2 separate regions of the Rattus norvegicus genome follow, and region 2 is linked to region 1. Evidence: chromatin contacts called from public Hi-C data. All regions are on one chromosome and are shown on one strand. Each heading gives the region's core, a stretch centred on a gene start, on an enhancer-like site or on the middle of the called end of the contact. The rest is flanking DNA. Distances are from core to core; before and after follow the strand shown. Region 1 has its middle 180 kb from the start of Cadps. Region 2 overlaps Cadps (calcium dependent secretion activator).

What was found. A called contact is a pair of places that touch in the nucleus more often than the background predicts.
Region 2: a Hi-C map of frontal cortex shows a contact between it and region 1, with 4 times the contacts expected there. The contact joins two enhancer-like sites. A contact is called at or near these places in 2 of 12 Hi-C or Micro-C datasets (frontal cortex and liver).

Annotation. Positions count from the first base shown.
Region 1 is chr15:14,539,478-14,544,584 of GRCr8, reverse strand. No RefSeq gene overlaps it. Among named protein-coding and RNA genes, the nearest start is that of Cadps, 180 kb to the left of the region's middle. Within about 2 kb of position 1,469, at least 6 of the 93 cell types and tissues checked have an H3K27ac peak or open chromatin away from gene starts, as enhancers often do.
Region 2 is chr15:14,966,807-14,971,455 of GRCr8, reverse strand. The region is part of intron 6 of Cadps (calcium dependent secretion activator); the gene reads right to left. Among named protein-coding and RNA genes, the nearest start is that of Fezf2, 240 kb to the left of the region's middle. Within about 2 kb of position 2,520, at least 13 of the 93 cell types and tissues checked have an H3K27ac peak or open chromatin away from gene starts, as enhancers often do.

The sequences.
Region 1 (5,107 bases), core at 220-2,719:
GTCTTGTTCCTAAGAATAGAATTTCTCTTCTTGCTCTGATGCGTTCCGCATAATAAACACACTCTTTGCACTCTCTATGACTGTTTTAGCACAATAACATTTTAATTTCAGTCTCTTCCTTCCCTACCGCCTTCTTATTCGCAACGAGCTGGGTTGAGTGAATGTCTCAGAGTGATGGTAAAGATATAGTAATAAAGTCTCTATCTCCTGATTTATAGGCAAGAGCACTTGGTCAGGTTTACAGGTCATAGATATGGAGGAGTCCTTGGTTTAATTCTTTAGATTCTTATTTGGAGCCCCTTTGTTGGCAATATATCTGAAGGCAAGTATTAGCACTCTCTTTAAGATCAACGTTAAACATGGCAGCAGTCTAGGACCAGTCCAAACAAACACACACGAGGACTCACTTTGGGCTTTCTAAGCAGAAGGCCTTTAGACAAATGTTAATGTGCTGTAATTTATATGGAAACAGGACAGAAATCACTAGTAGAAGAGTGAGAGGTAAGAAAGCCAACAAGATACACTTTCAGACACTCTATACGGGCAGAGGATCCCAGTATCCTTGAGGAGCTGAGAGATGGTGCTGGCAAATGCATCACATGATGGGAGAGGTCCTGTGATGTGGAAAGAGCTTGAGATTGGTACTCATCAAAGGTCATCTGACACTGGACAAGGGCTGCACTGAAGGCATTCAGTCTCCAGCCTTCTGTCTGGACCTGCAAGAGTGTGTTTCCACACAGCTAGGTGAAACCTCCTCAGACAGGCAGCCTTTACTGTGAGGAGATTCTCACTAACGGTATATACACAGAGTACCAGACAAACCTCCTATGGTGAGTCATGTGACTATCTAGGAAATAGGGGTGGGGTGTAAAAGGGCAGAGTAATGCCTATTAGAAAGTGGTTTGAAGGGCAGGTCACGCTTGTCCCAGGACATGTTCTTTCCCAAGAGATTCAGTGACTTTGAAAATGTAGACATTATAGAACAATCACGTCAGGTTTAATCAGTGACCAAATTCATGTTCTTGAACTATCAGCAAAATAAAAATAATAATTCTGGGTTTGCGTCACATCACAGAGTTAGGGCACTGGAGCCCAGAAGACAGAAAATAGCTTCAGTTTTATGAGCTCTTTGAATTTGAAAATACTTAGGTGTTTCTTTTCTCTCTGGTAACCATATATTTCCTATAATGTGGAAATGGCTTATTTTTATTACATTAACACTTCTAAAATATGTAAGATGTGATTGTCTTATTTCACCCATGACTGATTATATATATCAGTGTATATGTATGTATGTTATGTATATATTATATATATATATATATCTCCCCTTCACATATGAATGTTCAGCAGATAGCAGTCAAATAGGCAAATGCTCATTATAGAAACTAGAATGCAAGGATTCCTGGTGATTGAGTGACTCACACTTTAGTATGAATAAATTTGTCAACTCTTTTCCTCTAAGGAAGGAGGAACAGATGCAATCATAGAACACTGAGAGCCAGGGGGAAGGAATGGATAAAAATGGAACAAAGATCTGTTCTCGCCAGCTACAAGATTTTACATCTGCAAAATGAGGACATACTCAGCACCTGATGTTTCTGCCTGTCTGGTTAAGTTTCCACTGGATGCTTCACCTTGAGATTCTGTTAGGAAATCATCTATTACCTGTTTCACTGTGCAATCCAAGCTGCTTGTGAAGACTTCACTTACACCTCACCTGATTGTAGCTTTCTATCATCTCATGGGGAGTGTCTACGTATTAATGACCAGAGAGAAACAGAAGATCAAAGGAGAAAAAGAGGCACATTCTACAGTTCTTTTTTTTTTCTTCTTTTATTCAGAGCTGGGGACCGAACCCAGGGCCTTGCGCTTGCTAGGCAAGTGCTCTACCACTGAGCTAAATCCCCAACCCCACATTCTACAGTTCTTAGTCATGCTCTAGGATCCACCTGTGACTGTAGCTCCTACAATGGACATGACTTACCCCCTCATCAGGCAACTTTCTAAAATAGTTTTTACTAGAAACAAAGAGACTTTGATGATAAAAATGAGTTTAAAACTAAGTCATATGCAAAGAAAATTGAACCCGTGGTTGTCTGAAATAACTGGATCAAAGTCCTTGCTCCACTACTGGCTGAATGGATGAAAGATGTCCTGTGTCTTGCAGTGTCTGTCTTCAGTCTAAGTATTGCCCCAGAGAACACAGAGTGACTTTTACATAAATAGGCTCTGAGGCGTAAATAAATACTAAGAGAACTTTGTAAGAATATATTTAATTAAAAAAATGAACGTTTTCTTTTCTGTTGGATATTTTCTTTACTTACATCTCAAATGCTAACTCCTTTCTTGATTTCCCCTCTGGAATTCCCCCATCCCTTCCCCCTACCTCTATGACAGTGTCCCCTAACCCCAATCTCTCCTGTCTCCCTACCCTGCCTCTCAGGAGACAGCTATATCAGGCTTCTGTCAGCATGCACTTGGCATACACAGTGTTGTCTGGCTTTGGTGTCTGTCCCCGGGTAGGGCCATCTCTGGATGACCTTTCTCTCAGTTTCTGCTCCACACTTTGTCTCTGTATTTCCTCCAGGAAATATTTTGTTCTTTCTTCTAAGAAGGACTGAAGCATCACTCTTTGGTTTTTCAACTTCTTGAGTTTCGTGTGGTCTCTGGATTGTATCTTAGTGGTTTGGTGTCTGACTCTGGGTGGCCATCCTCTCCAGCATCTGTTGTCACCTGAGTTTTTGATCTGGTTTGAATGAGTTGAGTCAGATCTGGGTTCTGACTGGTGTGAGGCAGGATCTCAGGATTGTGTTTCTCTGATGACTAAGGATGTTGACCATTTCTTTAGGTGCTTCTCAGCCATTCAATATTCTTCAGTTGAGAATTCTTTGTTTAGCTCAGTCTCTCATTTTTTAACAGAGCTATTTGATTCTCTGGAGTCTAACATCTTGTGTTCTTTGTATATATTGAATATAAGTCCTCTATTGGATGTAGGATTGCTAAAGATCTTTTCCCAATTTGTTGGTTGCTGTTTTGTCTAATTGACAATATCCTTTGCCTAACAGAAGCTCTGCAATTTTATGAGGTCCCATTTGTTGATTCTTGATCTTAGAGCGTATGCCACTGGTGTTCTGTTCAGGAAAATTTCCCCTGTGCCCATGTGTTAAAGGCTCTTCCTCACTTTTTCTTCTATTTGTTTCAGTGCATCTGGTCTTATGTGGCAGTCCTTGATCCACTTGGACTTGGACTTTAAGACTGTCTTGGTTTTCACCTACCAAGGGACTGTTGGAAAGTCTCAAAATCTTCTTTCAAAGTTCAGCCTTAGAAGTGCACTGCATATGGGGATGCTCAAGACCTCCTTGGCTAAGTTCTACTTTCTTATTGTCTTGGCATTTGAGAGAATCAGAGAAGCTTTTGACTTCTAGGAAGGCGGTCAATACTCTTTACATTGAGGTACATAGAATACAGAAACTGCAGAGCTGAAAGTTGAAACACCTGCATGTTCTGAAGATTGACACTATAGCTTGTCTCATCCTATATAGTTGTCAGTACTGTGGCCATACTTACTAAATTCAGAAGTAGTCTAGTTCCTTCTCTTGAGCTTGGGGATTTCTCCATTTCCCACTTGTGCATAGAGCATAAATAAAAAATTATCACATGACTTCAAAGACCAAGAGCATTAGTTCTCTCTCCATGTCCCCATATAGGACAACACATTTAAGATGTCATCTCCCAAGACTATAGGAAGCCATATCACCAGATCACTGCGGAAGTGCAAGTGAGTGAAATGCTGCCTCACAACTCCTGTCCCAAGGTCTATCTCTCAGCCATTGTATTCTTCAGTGTGTCCCAGCTCCTTCGGGCAGAGTTGGACCTTCTCTGCTACTTTAGAATCCTTGACACTAAGAATTGGTTTATATCCTTGAGTGCTGTGTGGTTATTAATTGTCAGTAGACAACAGATTATCCTGATGAAATCAAGGACATTGAGAAACATTCTCAAGGCTTAAAACCATTATATTTGTGGGAAGAAAAATCTGTCAAAGAGGTATCTCTACAGATGCAAAATAAGCAAATAAACAAGAAAATTAATACTGTCACAGTTCATAACCTTACATTACCTTAGGACTCTGCATGCTGATCTTCAACTAAATTGTCACCACCTGAGAGCAAAAGGCTATGGAGATGGTGTTCTGTTTGGAAAGATCTCAAAATTTGTAGCCAGGACTTTTAAGTGCCCATTTAATGTATGAAAAACCAGACAGTCAGCACAACAGAGAGCCAAATAGTGAGAGCCTTAAGGTAATCAGACCTGAGCTCAAAACCTTACTCCAAATGAATGAAATCAACCAAAAGGGAGGAGCAGGCAGGGTCACTGTGCTGTTTTTCCATCTCTAAAATGGAGACCCTAATACCTACTTTTAAATTTTATTTTTTGAGATTAAATAAAACAAAGCAACACTTATTGCTTTACCTAATATACAGTAAGCCTTTTATATCTTTTAAGTATCTCACTAAAGGGGCTAGAGAGATGGCTCAGTGGTTAAGAGCACCCGACTGTTCTTCCAGAGGTCATGAGTTCAATTCCCAGCAACCACATGGTGGCTCACAACCATCTGTAAAGAGATCTGATGCCCTCTTCTGGTGTATCTGAAGACAGCTACAGTGTACTTATATATAATAAATGAATAAATCTTTTTTAAAAAAGTATCTCATTAAATTAATTATGTTTGCTATTATGTTCAAAGTCATCTTATCCATTCTGGAGTGTAAAGTAAATTTCAACAGAGACAATACTCTACAGTGTAGCTTTGCTCTCCCCTCCATCCCGTTCTTTACAGGAATTGCTTCGCTTAGTTAGTATAGTCTATGAGTCATGTACTATCTTCAACCCACTTATGAGGAAAAATGGTAAGTATTAGGAGTGTATCGCCATGCTCAAGGTCACACAGAAATTAAAGAGTAATCACAACTTCTCGGTCACAGTGCTTAATCACTGTGCATACTGTGAGTCTCCATTGCTTCTGTTCTATGTTAGTTACAAGGCAGAAGGCTGCTTTGGGGTTGGTCTGCACCATCCTACATTAAATGAATTGTCTGTGGCT
Region 2 (4,649 bases), core at 1,271-3,770, 430 kb before region 1:
CATTTCTTTAGGTACTTATCAGTGGAATAGAGTTGAAGACCTAGAAATGAACCCACACACCTTTGGTCACTTGATCTTTGACAAAGAAGCTAAAACCATCCAATAGAAAAAAGATAGCATGTTCAACAAATGGTGCTAGTTCAACTGGAGGTCAGCATGTAGAAGAATGCAAATTGACCCATTCTTATCACCTTGCACAAAGCTTAAGTCCAAGTGGATCAAGGACCTCCATATAAAACCAGATACACTCAAACTGATAGAAGAAAAGGTGGGCAAGAGCCTCAAACACACGGGCAATGGAGAAAACTTCCTGAACAAAACACCAATGGCTGATGCTCTAAGATTAAGAATTGACAAATGGGACCTCATAAAAGTGCAAGGCTTCTGTAAGGCAAAGGACACTGTCTTTAGAACAAAATAGCAACCAACAGATTGGAAAAGATCTTTACCAATCCAACATCTGATAGAGGGCTAATATCCAATATACACAAAGACCTCATGAAGTTAGACTCTAGAGAGCCAAATCACCCTATTAAAAATGGGGTACAGAGCTAAACAAAGAATTTTCAGCTGAGGAATGTGCACCTCTTTCGTAATCACCTGAAATCAGAGACTTTTTTTTTTACAGCAACAGAATGCAGATGCACACAGCAGAGTTAGCTAGGTCTGTTGTTCCTATGTGATCTTTGGTTCTAGCATCCCTTAGGTCTAACTGTGCACTTTATAAGAGCCATAAAAGTACTTTTGATGTGCACCTCCTTTCCTGTTCATAGTTGACACTTCCCCACGTAATATCTGTGTTTCATGTCCTGCTCTCTGCTCCTGTCTCTTTGAGGGGCTTTGCAGAACCCATGAGCACGCCACTGTACCGAGAGACTGCTAAAGGGTGCACCTTCTGGTTTGAGGTGGTGAATACGGAGTATTCTGTTGGCTTTGTTTGTTTCCTGTGTCCGGCAGCAGGAAGCCTATGCTGCCCAGTTGGAACCCTGCATTTGTGTCCTTTGTAAAAAGAGCATTTATTATTTATTGGGGCTGGTGATCTCCTTTACCTCTTGAGGGAACTGAGATATGTTTCTATTATTTTGCTTTATTTAACCCCACTGGAAAGAAAACCACTCAGCCAGACAAATCCAGACCCTCCTTTTGGAAGGACAAGATGTCAAACAGGCATGAACGGCTACTGTCATTTAGAGGCTGCTTAGGAACACGAATGGAGGTTCATGTGTTAGTGCTTTAATTCAGCCTTATTAAACTGGCTTGGGAAGGGGCTTTCACTGCTGTTGTGGACACATTGAGACTTGCGGGGTAAGTAGCTTGGTTAAGGCCATTCACCTACACAGCAACTAAGACGATGATTGTAATATTGTTGAACTTGTTCAGTCAGTAGTCAGCATGGTAGGAGCCATTGTAAATACTGTGCTGTTTAACCGTTCCGACAAACTTACAGAGCAGACATTGATACTATTCCCGCATTATAGGACTGTAGAGTAAGGTTCAAAGAAGTTAGACAAAGGCCTCTGTGGGGTTTAAGTCCAAGCCGGTGTTAATGTAGCTCTCCTCCATGGGGTTGTAGTCCATGCCCGTGTTAATGTAGACCTCAGTGGGATTGAAGTCCAAGCCCGTGTTAATGTACCTCTACTTACCTACTGAGAGTTGAGCTTGCACTAAGTGAATGCACCTTGCTCCGAAATACACAAATCTGGAGCTCCAGTTAGAGCTGGCTGCCATCATCTGCTTCTGGATTGATCTCTCAGCTGTGGGCTTGGCCAGAAGCCCTTACCCACTGCAGCAGTTCTAGAACAGGAGAGAAACTCGCCTCCCTTTACTCCCTCAGGATGCAGGCGGTGGACTGGAGGGAGCAGTCGGCTGAGAATGAGGCAGCTACATTCCTATTCTCAGGTCTATTTCTGAAATGCTGAGTAAGCCTGTCCCTCCTCTGCTATGTCACTGAATGTGAAAATGCTGACTATGGACGAGATGAATGAACAGACCCCCTTCTTGGCCTAGCAGCTTCACCCCAGTCACTGGATCTCTGTCCACGCAATGACAGATTTCCTTAGGCAGTGTGGATGGATGAAAGTTCTAGTCAAATCCACAGAGGCAGGAAAGCCAGAGACGCTTCTTAGAAGTGAACTCTCAGTGATCTGTTCTGGGACCTGCCTGTTATCTAAGTGGAGGGATGGGGTAAGGAGAGAGGGGTACCAGGAGGTTGTTGGGACAAACGACTGCCCACAGGAAACAGAGTTGCCGATGTCACAGAGTCCTACCAGAACACTAATCTCAAAGCATGAAGTGCTCCCCCAAACTCTCCCTTTTGGTTTAAGTGGTGGCCTCATGGTCTCTGGATGTCAAATTCTCCTCGTTGGTAATAGCTCTCCACTTTTACGTAAGTCCGACTCCCCCACACACTGTGTCTTTCTGGAAAATTCCAGCCCTTATTCATCTCACTCTGCCAGCCATCTGTGTGATGTGGTTACTTCCCACTTGCCTATAATTGCTTCCCTGGTGCTGCCTTGGCCTGTCACGTGGTCTGTAGGTCCAGGGAATGTGGCTTGTCCAGGAGGCCCTCCCCGTTATCTCAGACGACTTGGGACATGAAAGAAAGACAAAATAAAACGACTGACTTTTTGAACACCCTTCACGTTCAACCACAAAGATTGGTTGTATTCTTTTAATGTGGAACGTTCAGGAGCAGGAATATTGCGGCCAGCTAGAAGAACTGAACACCATTACTAGACTCCCTTCCCCTCAGCTCCCTTAAGTCCATATGCATAGGCAGGTAGGATTATTTTCCACAACATGATACTTACATGCCCTCCAGCTTTAGCTAGGATTTTAAAAGTAGACAATGGGTGTTGATCAAGTTTTAAAATGCATTGACGTATCTTCCAAAGGATCAGTCGCTTGTATATTTTTAATGGATTCTGATTCCTTCTTATATGATTTTTCACTACTTAAACCATAACCAAGGATACAAACGTGCTAGGACCTGTGAATAATTTCATCTTTGTAAGGGAGCGTGAGACGTATGTAAAAGAAAAAACAAAGCAAAAATTGGAAACCAGGGAGTTATGACAGGATGTAGCCACTAGATGGCAGGCTTAGGCTGTAAATGCTTCCCTCGCTTTGTCATTGGTCAACTTCCAGAGAGTGCTACAATTCGGCTATGGTGCATTTGAATTCCACATGCCCAAGTATATTTCCATTTACTGCAGCGACATTTTAGCTAAGAAAAAAAATTCAGCCCTTTAGAAATCTTTAAGGACACAGCGAGCGTTCTGCATTCTTAGCTACTATTTGAATCCAGTGAGTTAACTGACTAATACAGGGGTACTTAATAAAATCCATGGGGTTCTTGATTTGTTTATTTAGAGCAGAACAATATATAAAAAGCGCACGTCCTTCTTTGGAGGAGAGCCCCACACTTGAGGGCACCGTGAAGTTGCTTCTGAGAATGCGTCTATGTGACAGGGCTCTGTCCCTGGTTAATGACTCTGAACCCACAGAGACAGACACTAGGTGCAAACGGGGCCACCCCAGGCCTTATTCTCCAGCACCTGAGCAGAGCACGAGGCTCTGAGAAGGAACTTGCTTTTTCTTTATTGGTGGCTGGTAACTCCTTCATGGTTAATGAATACTGAGACCCAATACCCCACTTTCTGGATTGAAGCCCTTTAATCATCTTTTACTCTTAGATGCCCTCAGGAAACGACCTTGACCAGAATGAATTTGTATTCATTCGGCCCCTTAAGATAATAGAAGTCGAGGATCATCTGAGCTTGATTGGTTGTGCCTTGCTAGGCCCCTTGCTCCTAGCTGTACCTCACTTGCCAACTTTTTATAATTTTTTTTAAGATTTCATTTTTTATTTTATGTTTATGTGTAATTTGCATGACTGTATGTAGGTGCACCATGGTGGCCAAAAAAGGACATTGGATGCCCTGGGATGTTGTGAGCTGTCAGGAGAGTGCCTGGAATTGGGACCTGTGTTGTCCGGAAAAATATCCAGAACTGTTAACCACTGAGCCAACACTGAACGGATGCACCCTTGCACACATGAACACACGTATGCACGTCACACATCCCGCCCCCCCCCCAAATGTTGTTGCCGTCACAATTTTTGAAGAGTAAAAAGGCATCAGTATTAAAGTGATGGTTTTCTGAGTCGTCCCTCAGGCATCCAGATCTGATGACAGAGGGGTAAGAACGAGGAACACAGACCCTAACTTCGCCATTTTCTGAGCACCTGTTTCATCCAGTGAATGGAAACATACAAATGCCTTGAGATAGCGGATAAAATGAATTAATGGCTACATCGATGGTTTTCCAAGGAGGAGGATTGTCCTTCTCTCTCTGCAGACATTTAGTGTGTCTGTTGGCACTTCCAGGTGGTCACCACTGGGGTACACACGTTATTAGCATCCACTTAGCCTGTGTTCTGGACTCAGCTTTCCTTTCTCGTCTTCAAGAGCATTTTAGAACTTGTTAGACTTTGAGGGTGACGGCAACCTCCTTGCAATCAAGAATTAACTGCCCCTCCAAATCTGAGTCCTGGAGAGCCTGAGAAACCCTGGTCACCTCTTCCAACTTCATCCACAGAGCTCCGGACAGAACTAGGAGCTGCTGCTCTCTGCTGAGCTGCTAGGATA